Regions from separate parts of the Xenopus laevis genome. Here region 2 is linked to region 1. A link is a contact called in public Hi-C data. All regions are on one chromosome and are shown on one strand. The core of a region is the stretch at or near the end of the contact, and the rest is flanking DNA. Distances in the headings are between cores, read along the strand shown. Region 1 overlaps acap3.L (arf-GAP with coiled-coil, ANK repeat and PH domain-containing protein 3). Region 2 holds the start of pusl1.L (pseudouridine synthase like 1 L homeolog).

Region 1 (5,439 bases), core at 1,744-4,243:
AAGACCCCTTATCTGAACTCCCCCCCCAAGCATTCCAGATAACAGATCCCATACTTGTATTTCACATTTATGTGTAGTATGGGTTGGGGATGCACCGACTCCACTATTTTGGATTCGGCCAAACCCCCGAATCCTTTGTAAAAGATTCGGAACCGAATCCGATTTTGCATATGCAAATTAGGGGTGGGAAGAGGAAAAAAATTTTTACTTCCGTTTTGTGACAAAAGGTCACCACAATTTCCCTCCCCGTCCCTAATTTGCATGTGCAAACTAGGATTCGGTTAGGCCAGGCAGAAAGATTCGGCCGAATCCGACGAATCCTGCTGAAAAAGGCGAATCCTGGCCGAATCCCTAACCGAATCCTGGATTCGGTGCATCCCTAGTATGGGTATGACACTCACATTTTTAGTAACTGACATGTCAGCTGTCCGGACTTTCCTTATTTATATACCTGACTTGGCTAGAGCAAGGGGCATATCTGGGACATAAAGGGGATGAGGTGTGATGTCACAAGGGCAGCCAAAAACCTCAGAAATTCAGTCCAAATATTGTTAGATTTTGCCCTAATATGAACCTTACAACCGCCAGACAAAAAGGACAGAAACTGTAAGCCTGATTTTATTATGATTTATCTTTAGTACTTATCCTTCAAACTCTCTTCTATTAATCCTTTATTTGAGCATTTATAATTTGAGCATTTATATTTCAATCCATTGCCTGTTTGCTAGTCAGTGGCCATAACAACCAGATATCACCTTAAATTCCAAACTAGAGACATGCAGGACATGCAGGATTAAATAATAAATTGAATAATTGTTTACAAAATATTAATATGCAATTTAGCATTCAATTTCCATTTGAATCTTCAGCAAAGGATGAGGTACCCAGTTGAAGGCACACAACATCTCCTGCATTCTGGCATGTCTGCATTTCATTAGGAACCGCCTTTTCTGCTGACAGGGGTGTTGGAACACATTGTTCTGCAATTTTTAGTGTTTTAGATATTGCTCATGTCCACATTGGGATATGTGGGTTAAACACTGTGTAAAAGAATTCTGTTTCTTCCTATTCTATTCTCTCTTGTCTGTTGCCAAGAAATCCCATTCCTATTGAAGCTGCCGTAGGCAATTCATGTGGAAAGCCTCTTCTGTCAGAAAGATGGGATTTCTACATCCTACTTTAGGTAATGGATTTCTATAACCCCTACACGGAATAAGCCATAAAATTACTTTACAGTGTCGGATGCAATGCAGTTTGAAATGCATGGAATGAATACAGTAGCATTATTTATTTTGGGTGCGTGTGTGGCTTCCGTGGTATACAGATAAGTGTGCTCGCCAAGTTCTGTGTACTCTATTCAACAGGAAAGTGCAGAAAACTTTCCGAACGGGAACAATTTTGAAAACCTCTTAGTAAATCAGCCCCTATTTCAATTTCTGTATGCTTTTTACAATCCACCATCACCTGTTGGCATTAGGACTTCCTAGGAAAATAAATCAGGAGCACACTATTATGTGCAGTTAAACATGATTAGCATTAAGTTCTAAGCAGAATTTACTCTGATCAGTTGTGTAAAACAAAGAATGAAAGTGCAAGAAGTTAAGTTCCCAGATGTTCTATTGGAGCAAGATCTCATGCCGCCTTGTTAATAAGGAATAAACCAATCTTTTCTCTTTATATGTTTTTCAGATCCTGTTTGATCAAGCCCAGAGGTCTGTACGGCAGCAGCTGCACATCTTTGTCAAAGAGTAAGTGAGCTCAGCTTCATATCTCTCTCACATCATACTGACCATGTATCATCATCATCAGCTCTCTGCTTAATAAATACAGTATAAGCTGAATACATGACAATGAGCCAGGCATACCTAAACCACTTCACTAATGCACTCCTTGGGTTTTGTTCCTGTAAAATATGTCTTAGTTCTGTTGACCCTGTATGGTAGCTGATATTTACCCTCCATTACTAGTTTAGAGCATGCTGGGAATTGTAGTTTTAGCAGTAGCCTAAATATAAAAACTCTGCTGTTTTGGAATCCCTGGAGTCCCAATTTTATTTGGTACATGCAAATAATAGCGTGGCGCCTAATGGGTTAAATACAAATGATACTCTCTCCTCCAGTTATCACTGAGGTTCATTTATGAACACTGCAAATGTAACCCATAGCAACCAATCAATGAGTGGCTTTTTTCAGTCACCTGCAGGTTGAGCAATGTAATCAACCATCTGATTGGTTGCCATGGGTTACTGCCCAGGTGCAAATTTGCCTTGTATTTATAAATGAGCCCCACTGACTAGTTATAATTAGACTGCTGAAAAATATCCTTCCATGTTTTTCACAAGGTAACAATTACGCATCCTAGCAAACTGAGTGGGCATAATGTACTTAGGGTTGCCACCTTTTTTGGAAAAAAAAACAGCATTCCTATATATTTGTCTTTTTTCCGTTTTAATAACGTTGGGATCAGCCATCATTTTTACCGGCCAGGCCGGTAAAATACCGGCCATGTGGCAACCTTAATGTACTCCTCAGAGTCAGTCTGTACCCTTTACAGGTTGAAACCTTATGTGTAATGCATAAAATGAGTGTGATAATACTAATAATATAGATGACTTTTATATCAATGATACTACTTGCGATGAGGCACTATACCTAAGACTGTAAGCTCTGTGGTTTGTGCGTGTACCTGTGCTTACAGCTGCATGTAAAACAATTTCATGTTTAATAATAATATTAAGAAGCATAAATGATATTCAGAATGTAGGACGTGCTTTTAGAAAGATGCTTCTGGGCCTACAACTCTTCTGACTGCTGAAGTGCCATAGATTTTGGCGATTGGTACCCCAGGCACAGAAGGACTCAGCAGCAGCAGCCAAACGCAAGCTCTCCGATTCAAACAATGTATATAGGCCACAGAAGCAGCAGAATCCCTGGCAGCCGGGAAGGATATGGTTTCTATAGCAACGGGAAATTAAGTGGGAATCTGTCAGTTGCTAATGCTGTGTGTATGGGGGGAGGGTCTATTACACCATGAGGAGAGCCAGCCCCTACTCCCTCTCACTCTTTATTACGGCTCTTATATGTCATTGGCAACTCTGACAAAAAATGGTTTCCAGAAGCCAAGCATCTTGTAATCTCTTCTCTATGATATTGTCTAAAGCACCTCCTAAGATATCCAACCATGCCTTTCCTTATATTGTACACACAAACATCGACCTTGAAACAGAAAGGTGCACCCCTACCCTTAACTACTGATTCCTTAGAAGTATATGGATTACCGGCACCCATTGTTTCATTATATTAATACAAGTTGTAATCAGTTTTAAATAGTCAGAACCTCTAGTGCAGAGAATAACAAAGGGCAGACAGATACTGCTTTCAATAGCAATTACATTTACAAATCATTTTAAAACTACTGTTATATAATTAATACAAATTGTAAAGTTGTTCATATTTATATTTTGTTTCATTAAGCAAAATAAATTTGTGGGTTTACATCCCCCTTTAAAAGTAGTGGCACATCACAAGATTCGTTATCCGCAATAAATCTCCTCTTCTACCAGAGACTCCTCTTCTCTAAATGCTTTCCCATCAATGAAAAACTGAATCTCCTGATGTAAAAAATATGCAATGCTTCATTTTTTCTAAGACGCCCAAAGTTTTATTTTTACCTTTACATTTTAAAAGGTGTTGAACCACCATGTTCTTGCTAGTGTATGCGCCCATCAGACCAATTGCAAACTTACTATGACAGCCTCTGCCTACACGATATCTAGTTGTTGTCTGTTTACTTCTGACCTTGCCACGTTTTACTCTCTCTTGTCTATTTTTGAATGCAGGGGCGTAACTATAGAGGAAGCAGACTCTGCGCCTGCAGAGGGGCCCAGGAGGTATAGGGGCCCCACGAGGCCCTAATTCATGTACAGTTTCAATAAATATTGGTAAAACAAGTCAACTGCTAAATATTTTGGGGGCCTGAAAAATAATTTGCTGTGGGGCCCAGTAATATCTAGTTACGCCACTGTTTGAATGGGAGAAATTATCGCTGGGATGTGAATATGAACCAAAAAGAGTTGGGGCGAGATTCAGATTAAGGTCATTGGGCCCCAATAGAATTTACATAGAATTACACCTAGATTGTGATGATTTGTCCCTGATCTTATTTCCCTGACATTTCAGTGATGTGAGGAAATTTAAGGAATCCAAGAAGCAGTTTGATAAGGTGAGAGAGGACCTGGACATTGCACTAGTGAAGAATGCGCAGGCACCACGCCACAAACCGCATGAAGTGGAAGAGGCCAGTAGTACTCTGACCATAACGAGGAAATGCTTCCGGCACCTTGCACTTGACTATGTATTACAGGTGAGCACAACTAACCATGCTCGTTCTTGTTCCAAACTCTTTCACCTGAATACAATCTTTGCTTTGCGGAGCAAGACCAAAGGCCAGATTTATGATGCTTCAAGCTTCTGGGTTTGGGAAAATGATTGCAGAGACTGCAACAACTTATATTTTCTGCAGTCATGAGCTGCTGAATGGATTATGCTGAGTGGAACGGGAGGGGGGTGTTTATATAAAATTCCTCTTGGCCTTCGGAAAGCTGCTCCACCATCCAGAGCCAGCATGGCAATGAATTCTAGAGGGACAGGGGAAGCCTCAAACATAGCAAGTTACATGAAATTTAAATCCTCTAAACAAATTAATGTAAAATTGCTCTTCAAAGCAATATTAGCAGTTTTAAACTGCTAAGATAATGAAGTTGAAACAGCAATGCCACCTGCTGGTCATTTTGGAAATGTCTGCTGAAAATTAATTTCATAGGAAAATATGAAGAATACGTCTTGTGAAGTTAAAAATTTAAAATTGACCAGTACACATCAGATCACTCTTCTCTGCTCACTAACTTCATTTTCAAAGGGGGTGGGTGACATGCCTCATGTACATCATTGAGGCATGCGTTCTAGGAAACTCAGAGTTGCAAGGCACAGATGAGCCCTGTATTTATTGCTTGCCAATCAAAGGCAAACCTTGCACCCAACTGAACAGTGAAAATTCAGTTGCGGCCCGTTTTCAAATTTACACCGGCCCTCAGCCTTCATCATGAAATTAATAATAATAAGGCCCCCAGCACAGTGCGATCAGGAATCCCATAGCAGTAATGTTTGGGTACATTAGTGAAATGATCTGCCACTTGGTCTATACTGCTGCCTGTGTGCTGAAGGTGTTAGCAATAGACACGTACTGGCATGTAGAAACCCTCTGTTTTCGCATATTTCTTTAGGGCTGAAGGTGCCAATAGACGTAATGACGTGCCAGTACAGTAAACTAAAGAAGTATGGCATCCCTATGTGCCCTTACGTGTCTATTGCTAACACCTTCAGCACACAGGCAGCAGTATAAACCAAGTGGCAGATCATTTCACTAATGTGCCCAAATATT
Region 2 (5,439 bases), core at 2,033-4,532, 110 kb before region 1:
TACTGTAAGAACAACGTTTCTGCATAAGACCTAATTGCTGGGTGTGTGTTGAATATACAGTAGCTATATACTACAAAAAAATATGATTCAAAGAAAAAGTTTAGTGGTGAATTACAGAGTTTACTCATTTCAGGTTTGAGAAAGTTTTCAGAAATGTAGGGTCACATTTGTTACTCACTCACTTACCTGGCTGTGACCATCGCAGTAAGCATCACCCTCCAGCAAATGACCCAATTGGCTGAGAGACTAGATGGCCTGCTAAGGGATCTTGGCAGCCACAGGGGACAACTAGGATATAGGGTAGACCAAGAATCCTGGACTTGAAGCCAAGCAGGAGAGATGACAGACCAGAATCTATATGGATCCCTAACCACCATCTTGGGAAAAGACAGAAGGACTTTGGGCAGTAGTTATTGCTAGGAGCTCCAGTTCTGACTTAAAGGGGTCACCTTTAACTTAATTTTTTGTATGTTATAGAATGGCCAATTCTAATCAACTTTTCAAATGGTCTTCATTATTTATATGTTTTTAATTATTTGCCTTCTTCTTCTGACTCTTTCCAGCTTTCAAAAGGGGGTCACTGACTCCATCTAAAAACAAATGCTCTGTAAGGCTACAAATGTATTGTTATTGCTACTTTTTATTACTCATCTTTCTATCCAGGCCTCTCCTATTCCTTTTCTATTCAAATCAAGGCATGGTTGCTTGGGTAATGTGGACGCTAGCATCCAGATTGCTGAAATTGCAAACTGGAGAGCTGTTGAATAAAAAGCTAAATAACTCAAAAACTACAAATAAATAAAAATGAAAAACAATTGCAAATTGTCTCTGAATTTCACTCTCTACATCATACTAAACATTAACTCAAAGGTGAACAACCCCTTTAAAGGAAGAAATGACCACCGGGCAAAGTGGCAGTTGCCCAGGAAGTGACAAACTCTGAAGCTGATGCAGTAAGCTACCATTGAAAAGGACAGTGGTAGGAAAATCAGTTTACCAGTTTGAACTAACTTTGCTTCCAGTTCATCATTCAAAGTATTTTTGATGTTGCTTTTCATCATGGCCATATGCTGTCGTGTTACTTTGTGATATTGCAGTGCCAATATCAGCTAATTGAAACTTCAGCCAAGGCCCTAATTCTGGCCCAGTTGAAGGTGGTGCCAGAAAAGTTACAAAAGACAAGAATGTACCTCATAATGGGGTGTTCACCTTTAAATTAACTTTTATTATGATGTAGACTTTCATATTCTAAGACTATTTGCAATTGGTTTTAATTTATTTTTTGTCATTTTAGAATTATTTACCTTTTTTTGTTAGCAGTCCTCCAGCATGGAATTTAGCAATTCACTGGTTGCTAGGGTTCCCTAGCACCCTAACAACCAGGCAGCAGGTTGCACGAGAGACTGGAAGATGAATAGGAGGGGGCCTGAATAGAAAAATAAGGAAAACAAAAGTAACAATAACATTGTAGTCTGTCCAATAATCTTTTTTTGGCTGAAGGAGTCAGTGACTCCCCATTTGATAGCTGAAAAGAAGCAGAAGACAAACAATGAAAAGGTTTCTAAAATAGGGCTTTTTGCAATATTCTAAAAGTTAACTGAAAGGTTAGCAACCCCTTTGAGTTATGAACACAGCTGTTAAAAAAATAAATGTAGATTGGTGCCTATAAGCAGCTACACTTGAGCAATGTAGCATCTATATTTGTAAATCAGCCCTGGTGTCTAATAACCCAGTGTCTTATAAATGTTTGGTTTTTTTTCAAAAATTCTATGCAAAAGTATTTATTAAAGGAATTGTTCAGTGTAAAAATAAAACTGGGTAAATAGATAGGCTGTGCTAAATAAATAATGTTTCTAATATAGTTAGTTAGGCAAAAATGTAATGTATAAAGGCTGGAGTGACTGGATGTCTAACATAATAGCCACTACTTCCTGCTTTTCAGCTCTCTTGGTTTACACTGACTGGCAGAGCCGGGCCAACCCCGCCAGGCGCCCTAGGCAACCTGGCGGGCACGGCGCCGGCTCAGTGTGCGCGAAACTACACTACAGCGCGCATGCGCAAAATGGTGTTCGCACATGCGCAGAGGTGCATTTACATTCGGCAGTCTGAGAGACGGGACCGGACACGGGGTAGGCGACAGAGCAGGTACGTGCCTGGCGCCCCCCCAGCTTTGCGCCCTAGGCACTTGCCTACTCTGCCTACCCCTAGTTCCGGCCCTGCTGACTGGTTACCAGGCAGTAACCAATCAGAGACTTGAGGGGAGGCCACATGGGTCATATCTGTTGCTTTTGAATCTGAGCTGAATGTTGAGGATCAATTGCAAACTCACTGAACAGATATGTACCATGTGGCCCCCCCCCCTTCAAGTCGCTGACTAACTCGGAGTTAGAGAGCTGAAAATCAGGAAGTAGTGTTCTGGCTATTATGTGAGACATCCAGTCACTCCAGCCTTTATACATTACACAGTTTTTATTTCCACACTGAGCTGTTTGAGACTTATATGCCATGTGCTCTTTATTGTCCTTTTGGGAGTTATGGATTTCCTACCTCATACTGTCGTGTCCACCATACCCAGAGTATGGAAATGCAGCATACAGCTCACTATGGAAAATACACCCTACTGTGAGTCAGCATTAAAGGAACAGTAACACCAAAAAGTGTTTTAGTCATAAAATACCATATACTGTTGCCTTGCGCTAGTAAAACTGTTTGCTTCTGAAACACTATTATAGTTCATATAAACAAGCTGCTGTGTAACAATGGCAGAAATTGAAAATATGGATAACAGATAACACCATTATGTTCTACAGAGCTTATCTGTTGTGTAACCTGAGCCTTTTCTCCTTCGATTGGCTTCCCCCATTGCTACACATCAGCTTATTTATATAAACAAAAGTAGTGTTTCTGAAGCAAGCACAGCAGTTTTACCAGTGCAGGGCAACACTTCATTTACTTTAAAACAATTTAATTTTTTGATGTTTCTGTTCCTTTAACAGCAGCATTAGCCGCATACCCTGAGCTTGTTACTAGGTGCCCAGGTTATAGTTACCCTAGTCATTCATACGGGTTAAATACAAATGATATTCTCCCTGTTCTTTAGCTGATGGTTTGGCTCGCCTGTCATTTTGTCAAGGTAACAGTATAACTAAAATGCATCTGCTAATGGAAAAAGTGGCTCACCGACCTACCTATACTTTGTTCCATAATACTGAAAGAAGACTAAGTATCGGGCTTTGCTGGAATGCATTATTTTTCAATCAAGTAAGGAACGCAGGGATAAAGCCAATGTCCCTGCACAGCATGAGATCCGCCTGACTCTAAAGCACAACCTTCAGCAGGATGATAAGAGGCGGCCCTACAATGCGTGACACTAGAACGCAATTAATGAATTAAACCAGGGTTTAAACAAATCAAATTCCTCCTATTTAAAATATTTCCAAAGTTTTATGACATCTATATGACACAGTCCAGCTTTATTCCTTAATATGTGGGGTTGCCGTGTGTTTTGGATGCTGCTCGCATTTTCAGGCAAGCATCGGACGGCTCTCTTTTTTCAGCGCTCAACGTTGATAGAGCGGTTTCAGGGTCCTTAGACACTGGGTGGCTCACATGTTGTGACGAAAAATGTAAGGGACGGGCCCAAGTAGAAAATGAACAGATCTGTGCTGAGAGATGTGCCCTACTCGCCCATGTACCTTTGCCGAGGGGAAGATTACTGTACTGGTTAGGGTAATATCTGCGTAATTAGTGTTTTGTGAAGAAAGCCCCGCAGATATACTTAAACTGTTCGCTGCTAATTACATGTTCATTTTACTAAATTTGGCAGGTTATGAAAGTTTGAACATATTTCTGTGTTTTTTTTCCAATTATAACAGTTTTGCTAATGAAGGTGAATTGCCCTTTAAGCTGTGAGTCAGTTTCCCCAAGAGACCTGTTATCTTATATTGTTACAATTACTTATTTGCTTATCTCAAAATTATTACAAAAGTGTCTCATCTGCAGCTGTGGCTGTTCTGGGCTCTCTGCCAAAAAACGTTGTTTCTTTTTCTGGCTTTTCAGTGCAGAGAAAAACGGGACTTTTCAGTACAAACGAGGGACTGCGTGTTGAGCTGTCAAAAGAGGGACTGCCCCTCTGAAAACAGGACAGTTGGGAGGTATGGCTAAAGAGTCGTCACTTGCGTAGCCAAAACACTGGACAAATATTACAGCTCCCGTATTGTTCCGTGTTAAAGATCTGTAGGTTTGGAGGAGCTGGATATATAGGTACAAAGGTATTCGCCAGTGACCGCACCATAAGGGATCTAAACACTAAATAGAACATTGTTGATGACTCAAAGCGAGTGTATTACTTTACAAATACTTGTGCTGACATTCTAAATGATTGATCTTAATAAGGCATATGAACACTATGGTTTTATCAAGGAAAAAAAAAATACACACAAGGGTTGTTTACCTTTCTCCCCTATTAATAACATTGGTACCAAGCATCATTTTTTCAGGACAGGAGGGAAAAATACTGGTCAGGTGGAAATAATTCCTGCATGCCATTGATTGTCCGTATATGCTTAGTGTATACCTAATACCAGAGATATTGTCACCTTCTTATGCATTTGTGCACAAAGTATTCAGTCCGGAATATGGCTGCAATACAAAATGAATCCAACACTAGGGGGCCGATTCATGAAGCTCGAGTGAAGGATTCGAATTAAAAAAACTTCGAATTTCGAAGTATTTTTTGGGTACTTCGACCATCGAATTGGTTAAATTCGATCGAATTCGAACGATTCGAAGTAAAAATCGTTCGACTATTCGACCATTCGATAATCGAAGTACTGTCTCTTTAAAAAATACTTCGACCACCTACTTCGGTAGATAAAACCTACCGAAGTCAATGTTAGCCTATGGGGAAGGTCCCCATAGGCTTGGCTGTGATTTTTTGATCGAAGGATTTTCCTTCGATCGTTGGATTAAAATCCTTCGAATCGTTCGATTCGAAGGATTTAATCGTTCGCAGGATTTGCGCAAAATCGTTCGACTTCGATATTCGAAGTCGAACGATTTTAGTTCCCAGTCGAATATCGAGGGTTAATTAACCCTCGATATTCGACTCTTGATGAATCGGCCCCTTGGTTTTGAATAATTGCATTGCCCTTCAGTGTAAAAATGTTTCTAGATGAGGCTACTGAGAATGCAGGAAATAACAGGTGCAAGATGAATACAAATTGAAAAGTGGAAATGCAGATTGTGGTTGCATGATTGCATCTTGATCTTGGCACATCTATACTGATTGCATAAATGTGTAGCAAACTTATACATATTTGGAAACAATTTGACCATATAGTGTAGGATAACAAACGTGTAATAAGCCCAAACAGTTTACTTATTTTTACATCCTTATACTGTATCTTCTTTGTGCATTAAGTTCAGTATACACTCTAA

The links. Hi-C and Micro-C count contacts between places; a contact is called where the count stands out from the background.
Region 2: a contact with region 1 is called in a Hi-C map of the XTC cell line, with 2.7 times the contacts expected there. The contact joins the promoter of pusl1.L here to the enhancer-like site in region 1. A contact is called at or near these places in 2 of 4 Hi-C or Micro-C datasets (the XL177 cell line and the XTC cell line).

Annotation. Positions count from the first base shown.
Region 1 is chr7L:96,965,940-96,971,378 of Xenopus_laevis_v10.1, reverse strand. acap3.L (arf-GAP with coiled-coil, ANK repeat and PH domain-containing protein 3) reads left to right here. Exons shown (of 25, transcript XM_041569361.1): 5 at 1,690-1,748; 6 at 4,179-4,362. Among protein-coding and RNA genes, the nearest start is that of LOC121395856, 3.2 kb to the right of the region's middle. Within about 2 kb of position 2,993, at least 1 of the 7 cell types and tissues checked has an H3K27ac peak or open chromatin away from gene starts, as enhancers often do.
Region 2 is chr7L:97,076,756-97,082,194 of Xenopus_laevis_v10.1, reverse strand. It overlaps pusl1.L (pseudouridine synthase like 1 L homeolog), which reads right to left and starts at 3,282. Exons shown (of 8, transcript NM_001092060.1): 1 at 3,189-3,282. The coding sequence starts at 3,247.